3 separate regions of the Mus musculus genome follow, and all the other regions are linked to region 1. Evidence: chromatin contacts called from public HiChIP or PLAC-seq and promoter capture Hi-C data. All regions are on one chromosome and are shown on one strand. The core of a region is the stretch at or near the end of the contact, and the rest is flanking DNA. Distances in the headings are between cores, read along the strand shown. Region 1 holds the start of Sema5b (sema domain, seven thrombospondin repeats (type 1 and type 1-like), transmembrane domain (TM) and short cytoplasmic domain, (semaphorin) 5B). Region 2 overlaps Pdia5 (protein disulfide isomerase associated 5). Region 3 has its middle 36 kb from the start of Gm25967.

Evidence for each region. Promoter capture Hi-C pulls out the DNA fragments that hold promoters and counts their contacts. HiChIP or PLAC-seq counts read pairs in DNA pulled down with a chosen protein or histone mark.
Region 2: a contact with region 1 is called in a promoter capture Hi-C map of liver, with 1.8 times the contacts expected there. The contact joins the enhancer-like site here to the promoter of Sema5b in region 1. A contact is called at or near these places in 9 of 39 promoter capture datasets (3T3-L1-derived adipocytes, the HPC-7 cell line, HPC-7-derived erythroid cells and 5 more), 6 of 484 Hi-C or Micro-C datasets (brown adipocytes, embryonic fibroblasts, hemogenic endothelial cells and 3 more), 3 of 115 datasets of contacts at active chromatin or transcription factors (embryonic stem cells, forebrain and neural tube) and 3 of 9 other capture datasets (adipose tissue, embryonic stem cells and liver).
Region 3: an H3K4me3 HiChIP or PLAC-seq map of embryonic stem cells shows a contact between it and region 1, with 24 read pairs. The contact joins the enhancer-like site here to the promoter of Sema5b in region 1. A contact is called at or near these places in 15 of 39 promoter capture datasets (the 3T3-L1 cell line, 3T3-L1-derived adipocytes, embryonic stem cells and 7 more), 1 of 15 datasets of contacts at CTCF or cohesin (the NIH/3T3 cell line), 4 of 484 Hi-C or Micro-C datasets (Sertoli cells, cerebellar granule neurons, cortical neurons and 1 more), 13 of 115 datasets of contacts at active chromatin or transcription factors (craniofacial prominence, embryonic forebrain, embryonic midbrain and 3 more) and 2 of 9 other capture datasets (adipose tissue and embryonic stem cells).

What each region holds. Positions count from the first base shown.
Region 1 is chr16:35,539,890-35,543,759 of GRCm38.p6, reverse strand. Sema5b (sema domain, seven thrombospondin repeats (type 1 and type 1-like), transmembrane domain (TM) and short cytoplasmic domain, (semaphorin) 5B) reads right to left here and starts at 2,398. Exons shown (of 22, transcript NM_013661.2): 1 at 2,158-2,398.
Region 2 is chr16:35,399,610-35,403,157 of GRCm38.p6, reverse strand. The region is part of intron 15 of Pdia5 (protein disulfide isomerase associated 5); the gene reads left to right. Among named protein-coding and RNA genes, the nearest start is that of Gm25079, 19 kb to the right of the region's middle. Within about 2 kb of position 1,672, at least 2 of the 459 cell types and tissues checked have an H3K27ac peak or open chromatin away from gene starts, as enhancers often do. A contact at or near this core is called in liver, where this site is marked.
Region 3 is chr16:35,684,292-35,687,809 of GRCm38.p6, reverse strand. No RefSeq gene overlaps it. Among named protein-coding and RNA genes, the nearest start is that of Gm25967, 36 kb to the left of the region's middle. Within about 2 kb of position 1,764, at least 5 of the 459 cell types and tissues checked have an H3K27ac peak or open chromatin away from gene starts, as enhancers often do. A contact at or near this core is called in 3T3-L1-derived adipocytes, where this site is marked.

The DNA.
Region 1 (3,870 bases), core at 1,149-3,648:
GTCCTGTTCCATCAAACTCACCAAGCCAATGTTCTCTTAGGAAAGCCTAAGCCCACCGCTTGGGCACCAAGCCTCACTGAGCAGGAATTCTGCCCTGAACCTCAACATTATTTTTATCAGCACCTAATACTGTGTGTTGCACAGCATAGGTGATTTAGAGATGCTTGAGGTTCACGTTGGTGGAGAGGTAGAGATGGGAGGCCTGCCATTCCTTTCTAAACTGGTGGCGATAGCTGGTGATAGGCAGAAAGGACTGACGGAAGGGGACACACACACACACACACACACCTGGTACACATACCTTTCTTGATTTGCCAGAGCCCAGGTGACCTTTACTCCTGGAGGATCCTCTCTAAAGCTCAGAAAGTCGAAGGTTCTTGTTGCTCACAGATCTCTCTCTCTCTCTCTCTCTCTCTCTCTCTCTCTCTCTCTCTCTCTCACACACACACACACACACACACACACACACACACACACACACACACACACCACTGTACTCTGGTTTTAACCCTTCTTTCCCCTGCACTGGGAAGAAGCTAGATTTGAGACAGGGTGTTTTCTTTCCAAGCCTCTTACTCTCACCCTCCCACACACCCTCGTACTGGTGAGGTCCCACTCTAAAGCTCGAATTCTCCTCTGCCCCTTCCTCAAGGTCGTGGGCTCCAGAAAGACAAGAAGCCACTTGTAAATGCCAAGAAAAAAAAACAAGGGGGGGTAAGGAAGACTGGAAAGGGGTGGACTAAAAGATGGGGGTGGGTAGGTAGGGAGGTTGAACAGAGCACCGCAGAATGAGGTCCAAGTCGGTACAGAATGCGGGTAGGCAATGGGAGAGCAGAGACGGGTGGAAGGAGATTGAATTTACAAAAGGGTGGAGAAAAGAGATCGGAGTTAGGGCCAGTGAAGGCAGGATCGTGTAGGTTCTAGACACAGTCAAACTTCCAATACCCCAGTCCTATTTGGCTGACCAAGAGCGCATGGCCCACTAAAGGTGGGCTGACCAGATGCGCTCTGTAGGCTCTTCTCCAATTATCAAAAGCCAGAAGAGGATCGCAGGCCTGGGGGCAAGGTCCCGAGGCCACCGCTCCAGATCCAAACTCAGCGCCTACTCATGTCTGGCGCAACGGGGCGAGACGACTCAGAACCGGGCCCCGGTAAAGCAACCAGAAGGGATGAGATCGGCGCTTCAGGTGGTCGTCTGGTTCTTTAAAGTTTGAGGCCCGCAACGGAGCCCACATCGTTCTGCCGATCCTCTTCACCTTCGCTTTTTCTCCGCGGGTCCTGCTGCTACTTCTGTCTCCGCTCCCGCCGGCTCGGGTCCCCGGATCCCCTTTCCTGTTCGCATCCCTCCTTGTGCCCAAGCGCAACCCCCCCCCCCATCCCTCCCTCCGCGCTGGATCTCCCGCACGACGTGAGCGGAAAGTGAATGGGCAGCCCCAATCACAAAGACAAATTACCATGAGAAAAATAAATCAGGAAATCGCCCCTTTAGTCCCAGGTTCCCGCCGCCGCACCCGCTTCACTGGCTGAGGCAGGAGCAAGGGGCCCCGGGCTGCTCCATCCAGGGCCTTAGAGGACACTGTGGGCTCCGAAGGGCCCAGTTAAGGCTGGAGTAGCCTAGGGGGTGGAGGGGTCTAGGAAGAATCAGGCGAGGGCCGGGTTGGTGGCGGCGGCATGGGGGACGTCCCTGCGCGGGAGATTTCACACTCTGGGCCGGCCACGCGTTCCCACGCGCCTCGCCGCCCGCACTCTTCCTCTGCCAGGTTTCCCCGCCCGCCCTCTGCTGAACCTCTGTCTCGGCCCAGTCTCCGTTCCTTTGCCCCCTCGCTCCCCCAGCCTTTCCCTGGTCAGTCCCCCTACTCCAGGCCCGCGATCTGGGTCTCCGCCGCGGCTGCAGCCTAGACGCGCTGATCGCAGCCCAGTGGAGCCAGAAGCCAGAGCGAGCGGGTGTCAGGAACGCAGCAGCTCCGGTGGCGCCCCAGCCGAGGTAGCCCCAGACAGCCCCGGGACCCGCGCTCCAGCCCCCTGAAGCCTCCCCAACGTGCCTCCAACTTACCAGCGCCCCCGGACTCCCACCCCTCTACCTATCCTAGTTGCTGAAGTTTGCAACTCACAGCCCCAGCTGGCGAGGGAAAAAGCTCCGGAAGCTCCCGGACTCACCTCCCGGCAGCACGCGCAGGTGCCGGGCTCCCCGCGGCCCTGGGCTCAGGGCGGTGCGGACCACAGCGACGAACCCGAGGGCTGGTGGCCGGTCTGGGAATGGGGCGGCCGAACAGCAAGGCTCCGGACTACGGGTTCAGCGCTCCGCCGCAGTCTCCGACTCCTGTCGGGCCCGGCTGCGCTCCGGCTGCTCCAACAGCCGCTGGATGCGCGGCCGACCGGCGGGGCTCGGCGGAGCTGGGCTCCAGCACCAACCCCCGCGCTCCAACTAGCTCCAGACCCCGCGCGCCGGAGCGAGCCGGGAGGAGGAGAGTGAGGGAGCAGGCGGTGGGGTGGGGGGGAGGCGTGGGGGAGGAGTTGGAAGCCAGAGGAGAGAAGGAGGGGAGCGGGGGAGAAAAGGAGGAGGGGGATGGAGAGGACCTGCGACTGCTGGCGCTTCACCCGCCAGCCCGGAGGAGAGCGGGAGAGCGCGAGGGGGCGCCCTGCATCCCGATTTCGCCCCCTAGCAGAACTCCGGCCCCTAGCTTGCGAGCTATGGGGATGGGTGGACAGAAGCTGCCTCTGTCCTAGGTCTCTAGCCTTTGCCATCTTTTGCTAGGTTTTACCTTACCGTTCTCTGCCATCCCCATCTCAAACCGACCCCAACTTGGAGCCTGAGAAAGCTCTCCCCCCAACACACACCCTGGGGTCCCCAATACCCCAGCCCCTTTAGCTGTGTAGAAACATTTTTCTGCCTGTGGATTTGAAATATGAATGAGAAAAGGACCGCGTACTAAACCCGGGAGATTGTAATCAACTCCAGCAACAGCGAGATGCTAAGCTGCTGGGCTGGACCGAAAAGCCAGAGCTGACCGGTTGCTAGTTAACCTCACAAGCTACAAGATCTTGGGTGAATCTCTCTAAGTCTCAGTTTCCTCGGCTGTAAATTGACGTTAGTGATGTGCACCCTACCGAACCTCGTATGAAGAACCAGCAGGGGATCCAGGGAGTGAAATGGCTTCAGGAACACTGGGAGGGTATCCAAAGAATGTTCAATCCTAGAGGAACGGAGTAATGTCCGCAGCAGAGGGACCCTTAGCGCAGCCACACCAAGCTAGGTGGGATTGTTTCCAAGTTAAGTGATCTAGTGTCGACAGAGAAAGTCGAGGAGCGCAAGCTTCAAATCCTAGATGCTAGGGCTACAAGCACGGATGGAAAGGGAGCCCTCTGCTGAACAGAAGAGGTACTTTAATTATAAAATAAGGTGAGCTAAGGAAGTGAAAAAGTGGGAAAGACAAAGGACCTGAACAATCAAAACAAGAGAAGTGTGCTTCTAAGAGAAAACCAGAGAAAACCGCCAAATAATGCTTTAGGGGAATAAAAACGCTAAGAGTCTCTCTGGAATGCTTTGGAGAATTAGAACCGATTCCAGGTGAAGCACTTCGTGTTACAAAATGAAACCTCGGAAAAATGCAGAAGGATGGAGATAGTGATGGAGGCGGTAGGAGTCCCAGGATGCAGGCAGTAGGAATCCCGGGATGCTTCCCTCCAGTACCTCCAGGGTAGTGGAACAGAAAGGGTGTGCTCTAAGGAAGCCCTTTATGAGGTGCTGTGAAAAGGGAAACAGTACCAGACCTCAGAGAGATAGTCTTTCTAGGGCAACAGAAAAATGCTGAAGCTCGTAATGTGCTGCATAAAGAAGAACTCACAAAGATAAAACCTATTCTGGACCCA
Region 2 (3,548 bases), core at 423-2,922, 140 kb after region 1:
GCTGCTATTACAACTCCCTATTTTCCCATGTGAGATCCTTCTTCTGGTCCAGGCACAAGCTAAGCAGACTTCCCACAATAAATAGACTATCCCAGAAAACTCAAGAGTAGTACCAAAACAGAACAGGTAAGGCTGCGCATGTGAACAGAGATAGCTCGCTGTCCTGGGCATGGATTTGACAGAGACAAATGGAGGTAGGCCTGCAAGTACCTCCAGAATGACAGAGGTGGTGCTGTAGGTGCCAGGAAACCTTGCTGCACTCTGAGAGAGCACCAGGGATAGGATGGGGAGAATTCTCTAATTCAGGAAGCCAGGCTGGGAGCAGGCACAGATATGGGGAGTGAGGACCCATAGGACAAGATTCCTACTTCAACTCTGAGACCCTGCCCTGCACTCAGAGAATATGACTGTTCCGTAAAAGCCTGATAAGCCCTTGAGGTCCTCCTCCATCGTGGAGTGGGGGATAATAAGGACCACAAACTTTTTCTTTTGGGGGCCTGGCACTTGCCTGGTGGTTGCTTCTGCCCTGGGAGCTCCAATGATGTCTGCCATAGCCTGGCTGCTTACCTGACTGGGATAGTTGTCAATCCATCTCATCACACGTCTCCCCTGAGCTGGAGCACAAATGGCTCCAGGAAGACAGGAGAATGAGCAAAGTTGGTGGCCTTCTGTCCTAAGGCTACTCAAGTGCCCATGGGCTCTAGGGGGTCCTTGAAGGGATTCTGAGGCTTCAGTTAACGCCAGAGTTTGAACTGACTATTCCAGCACATATGGTGTGTGTGTGTGTGTGTGTGTGTGTGTGTGTGTGTATCATCTAAAGGACTAAGGTGACCAGAGACATCTTGGAGGGCCCATATATTACCATGATACCTGTTTTTTCTATTAGACCACTGCTAGGGCCTTCTGAAGCCAGGCTTGTCAAGTTCACACTAGGGATCCTAGGGCTAGCCTCCCTCTTCCTCTCCATTCACTGTGATGTTCATGGCCCCATTTCCTTCATGCACATATCCATCTTTTCTCCGTTGTCTGATATATGCTAGCTCTTTTCTGGGTTCACACCTTCATCCCATTCCCTCTGCCCCTCCTTCCACCCTTCTTTATTGCATGTCTTACTGTGCCTGACTGTCTTGTCTGACTGGGAAGCTGACCCACCTGAGGTTCCTAGAATACTCAGCAGCCATAGTCACAGCTCCCTGGGTCAGGGTGTGGCCCTGAAACTGAGGTGAGCAGTGCCCATTCTGTGCCCAAAGCAGGGTACCATACCGCATGGTTAAATCGACTAGATGGGAGATGCTTGCAAAAATTAGAGACTTGTAAGAGCTGGTCCTTACATCAGCTGTACACTGGTGTCTGGAAGCCATTGGCTCACCTCATTTGCTTTTACTTTGGAGGGACTATGGCCTGAAGAGGAGCTATGCCCCTTGGCCAAGGATAACCGGTCCTTGAGAACGAGGTCACCTGACTCCCCGTTCATTCTCGCACACTTGCGGCCACTTCTCAGCTGGAATTGTATTTTGTTTCCCACCTAACAGCCAGTCTCGGTTCCTTCCCCCAATCAATATGCAGTTGGATTTTCACTTCCATTTTCATAGCCAAAGTCAATATTAGCTCCTGCAGAGATTTATTTTACTGAATCAATAAAGCTGTGTGAGGCAGCTCATGTTTTAGCCAGGGAGCCCAAATCCCCTCCCAGGAGCTTAGCTGGGGACTTTTATCAGTTGACACGCTCGCTCGCTGGTGGAGAAGGGCTACAGGCTGTGAGTATTGAAATAGATGGTGTTATCCAATGGCCTGGAGGATGGGGCCGCCCACGGTGGAAGACAGGTGGACCGGAGCAGAGGCTAGGGTTGCTGAGCTGGCAATGAGGGCCTCACCTTTCACTCTAAGGTATGCCCAGCTTGGGCAAGGAGGATGAGCCAGTGAAAGTAAGGAGGTCATTCCAAGAGAAGTCATGGGGCTGTGGTGCCCTGCTCTGACTGACTCACATCACTGCTATAATCTGCACAGAACCTAGAGACCATTTGGCGCCCCTGTCCATCTGAAGCGTCCTTTGTCCTTGAACTCCCAAACATCTTGATGCTTTAGACCCCCATGAATGTTAGTCAGCTAAATGGCAGAATTGACTGAGCTTGGTGGAGACTTTTATCCCACAGTGAGCCATGTGATCCTCGCAGTCACTTGATGGAGTAGGTGTTATTCCATTCCTCATTTTCCTGGTGTGGAATATTATAGAGTCCATGACGGGGTTACATGAGATCCCCTAAACAAGTTCCTTTGCCATAAAGGAGCCAAGTCAGAATCTGGATCACAGCTTTGCCGGTTCAAATTTCCCAAAAGCGGGGCCTGTGCTGGCTGGGACCCGTGTGGGATGTTCTTGGGAGGAGTTCACAGGAGGTACCCCAGGAGGTTGAGAAAGTAAGATGAAAGGGAAAGAAGCCAAAGGAGGGATGCAATGAGCAGGTGACCACTGGGAGGCCTCCCAAGACGTGAGCCAGAGTTGTCCCACTCAAAGGTCCTGGAAACCAGGGACTTTGTCCTTGACCCTTTACTTGATATTATCCTTCGTTCTAGAACTTGAGGGCTTGGTGAAGCTTTCAGGTCAAGACTTTAGGTGTCAGAGCAAGTCCTTGGTTGAGGACCCTTAGGGTCACAGACACAGAGTCCAGGAATTCATATCATTTATGGGAGACAAGGCTAGAGCTCCATTGGGTAGAGTATTGTGGTAGTGTGGGGGTGTTGAGTGCAGGTGACCAGTGATGATCACAGGTAGGTCTTGAGGGGTTGGCTGTTCAGGCAGGTGAGGTGGGCAGCTCAGAGGACAGACTCTTCTTGAAGCGTCTCGGCCACGCGGCTCCTATAGAAGTGGAGCATGGATTCCCCCTTTGCAGCCAGACGCTGCATTCCATGTCCGTGGCTGACAGCTAGTGTGAGGGATTCGCAAGTATACATTTTTAATTTAATAGATTTATAAAAACCATACACTATACTTCCAACAGCTCCAGGGCACGTATACAAATGGAATCCATAATTTAAAGTGGATGCGGGGGTGTAGCGGCCTGGAGCAATTGTTCATCAAATCCTGAGCAGAGGTGCAGTGGACCCAGAGCTAGTGTCTGTGGAGTCAGACGTGCTTGTCCCAAAGAGGGGGAAAAAGAAACCTCTACACTTGGGCGACCACAGGAGCATATGCCTCGTGTTTCTATCTAATTAGAAATTGAGCCGGGGTCTCAGGCACCCACCGCGGCCAGCCACTAGCCCAAGCGAGTTGAGCTCATCATGGGTGCTGGTGAAGGTCAGGGTTAACCTCCTGGAAGGAGACAGATGTCCGTCTGTTTAGCCAGCCGCTGCCTGTGGGAACTCAGGGCAAGTGCCATCCAATCTTCTGATGTTTGTAGGGAAGCTCGAAGCCAAGTGTTTTATATTAAATCTTCTGGCTCCTTCCACATTGGCAGCTAATTCAAATTTATTTTCTTTTTAAGTTCTATGTGGGCCAAATAGTACGGGCCTTCGAGCCAGCTATGGATTATGTTCAGTGAGTTTGCAAACTT
Region 3 (3,518 bases), core at 515-3,014, 140 kb before region 1:
CACATTGCTCTTCCTGAGTTAGTGCTGAGAAAAAAGCTACACAGAGTCTCCAGTGGGCGCACCCCTCTCCCACAAACCCTACTGTCTTTGGCCATAAGTCCCCCTACCCCTCCCCAAATCCTTGCTGTGTCCTGAAAGACCCCAGCCTCCAACTCCAAACCCAAGAGTCTTTTGTAACTTCGCATGTCCTTCTCAAGAGGGAAAAAAACATCAATTGTTGTCTCAGTCCTACATCGTCTTCTGTCTCAGAACAGAGATGTCCTTTTTGCCGTGTTTGCTCCGGTTTAACATCTCTCCACAAACCTCAGGAAACTGGGCTGCATTCAGTCATCTGGAATTGTCCTTCTGTGTAATTGGGGAAAGGTTACACTAATGAAGTTGATGCTGGCTTTCTCCGTTATGTGCTCATCAATATTCCTGCACCAGTAAGTTCTTTGTTATCTGAGTCCCGAAATGCATGGTGGTTCAAACTTTAATGTGTCTCTCCATAAGCTACTCTCATCTTAAAGCAGGACTGTGATCTTTCCATCCACTTTCTAACACAATGTAGACAGAACAGAACACTCTAAAGTCAGGCGTGGGGTTCATCACAGCTGATGTTAAATGCTGGAGGAGGCAGATCCCATAAAGGCTTCTAGAAGAAAGAAAAGCATCAGGTTGGCAGGCTCTGCATCCAGGAATTCAGCATATATTTGGCTCCTGCTATATGGTGGCCAGTGGGCTAAACACGGAGGGTGCACAGAGATGCCTCTGGCGTCTTGGCCCTTGCAGAGATTTGTATTCCAATAAGCCTATTCATAAAAACAAACAGACAAACCCTGTAACTGAAAACCAACAGGCACCCCAAAGGACTATTGGAAACCGTGTGACTCCTCTCCATCCCTGCCCTGGTTTCTATAGGAGATGTTTCTCTCTTGGGAAAATATATTCTAAATCCTATTTTCTTAAGCCGTTAAAAATCCATGCTTGTAACTAATCAATGTATGCGACCTTCGTGGAGTAAAAACTGCTCCCGGGTGGCCTTGGAAGGGAAAAGCAGAGAAATCTGTTTCCGTGGCTTGAAAAGAGGTGGAAGGTTTCGGGGGAACTCCAACAAGCTTCCAGAGAGCTCAGAGCTGCCAGTGCACAGCCAGGCATTGGATCAAGGCCAGAGGAGCCTTCTAGCAGAAGAAGCAGAGATGGAGGGAGGAGGCTCGTGAGCTGAGACCCCAGGGGACATCATTGAGCTAGAAGCCAGGTCCTAAGGGTTTGAGAAGAGCTCAGAGGTAGAGAGTATGCTTAGCATTTGTAAGGTTGTGGGTTCAATTCCCAGTAGCTTCACAAGTTAACAAAATAAACCATAAACCAGTCATGTAGATGTATTTGTTAGGATGTCTGCCCAGCCCAGGGAGAGTTTTGGAGGCGTGTGTTATGGTGAAAGCAGGCTCTGGAAAGCAGAGGCAAAATGTGGCTGGGTTTCCTCCCCACTTTTCTAAGCCATTCATCCCTTCTCTGTGCTCCTTGCTGCCTTGAAGCCCCTGACTCTGTATGGAAAGAACAGTCCCTTTCCACTGGGGCCCTGGTTCCATTCTAAGGACTGTTGCACAATATGTAGCAACCATGCTAGACTCCCTATGGATAGGATCTAAGCAAAACGAAGGGTCAGTACTATCCCAGAGGTTTGGTGTTCATCTCTCTATATTGGTTCCAGCTCTAAGACCTGATTTAGAATGGCAACATCCCGTTCTGTGTGCCTGGCGCAAACTTCACTGGTGCAGGGTGAAAGATGGTGCAATAGGAAATGAATGGGTGCAGAGAAGGAGCTTGGCCCCTGCCCTGTGGAGACTTGGTGCCCAGGGATCAAGTACACAGGTCCTGCCACTAATGGGTCTGTGTACTGAGGGATGTTTGTGGTGAATGTCTTTGATGGTGCACACAACTTTGAAATGTTCTATGTGTTTTAAATATTCTCACCATGAAAAGATTGTTCGATATTTTAATAAAAACATCTTTTTTTTGCACTTTGCTTTTGTAATATTTGTGGTTTCTAGATTTTTGTTTTCTGGCCAAGTATACTTTCATAAGGGAATGTTGACGGTTTGAGTTGTTTTATAGAAAACTATAGTTAATGTCAACTGTAGGCACTGATAAATATTGTTCACATGCAATTTTTCTTCCTTTCAGTTGGATTTTTTTTTTTTTTAAGGAACCGTGCCTTGGCAAAGCGCTTTCTTTAAAACGCTGCTTCATTTTACACCTTGTGAATATTGAAGATTCTGAAAACTAAGGGTGCATTTAAAATCCCTGCGCTGTTACATTGTGGAGATGGTGATGTGTACTGCTTTGCCAACGTGGTAATTAAATGTTCGATGGTTTCGAGTGCTCAGTTCAGAGCGGGGGTTCCGGTCATCGCTCACCGAGCCAAGCTTCCGAACAGGCCCCCCCCCCCCGCAACTTTGAAAAATGCACTTCGGGATGGCAACTCCCTGTTCGCTTAGGAAATATGGTCATGTTGACAGTATGGCTGTCTGCTCTGTGGATCTGCGTTCTGAAAGCACTTGCGATAACGTGGTCCACGAATGTTGTTTTTAACCAAACTCCAAATGGTAAGAGAAGTGGAGCCAAAGCTCCCTGAACATTCAGGCAGTAAGATGTGGTGGGAGAAACACAAACTGGGAACAGAGGAAGTGAGCGACTCCAGCTCCCCCACTGTGAGCCCCAGACTGGAGAATCCCTTCCTTTCTATCTTTAGGGCTCACCGGCCCTCGTCCACCAAGGAGTATAGTTAAAATCACAGAGGAAGATGATCACATTGACCTCAGATGTGTGCAGAGTGTCAGAATCAAAATGTCACCGTGTATGTCAAATCTTGACAGACAGCAGGGAAAGCCACTAAGAGAGGGTTCTCATGCATGCACATCCTGTAACAAGAACTATCAGAAGGCTGCCCAGGGGCCTGAAAGATGACTAGCAAGTGCAAACCTGCAAGGTGCTAGGCTGGAGTCTCAATAACCACAACAACCACACACACACAAATGCATGCACATACACACACACAAACACATACATGCATACATACAAACACACAAACACATTCACATACACATATACACACACAAACACATACATGCATAAATACAAACACACATGTATACACATATATATACACATACTTACACACACACAAATACATATACACACACAAATACATATACACAATACATACACACAAGCACATAAACATACATATATAGAAACACATACATACATGCATGCATGTACATACACACATGCACACACACACATACACATAAAGACACCCTACACATATACATTACACATGCATGACATACATATCACTTCAGAACATCCCGTTCTGTGCAATGCCTAACTGTTCAGCCTTGGATAGGGGCCACCCTTGCTATTGATCCCCACAGCCAAGCAGGATTTTTTTCCCCAGAAGAATTGATGCAGTCTTCCTGATTTACCTTCAAACGGTCCCTCTTCCCTGTACCTCCTGGAGTCTGCCCACAGGGCTT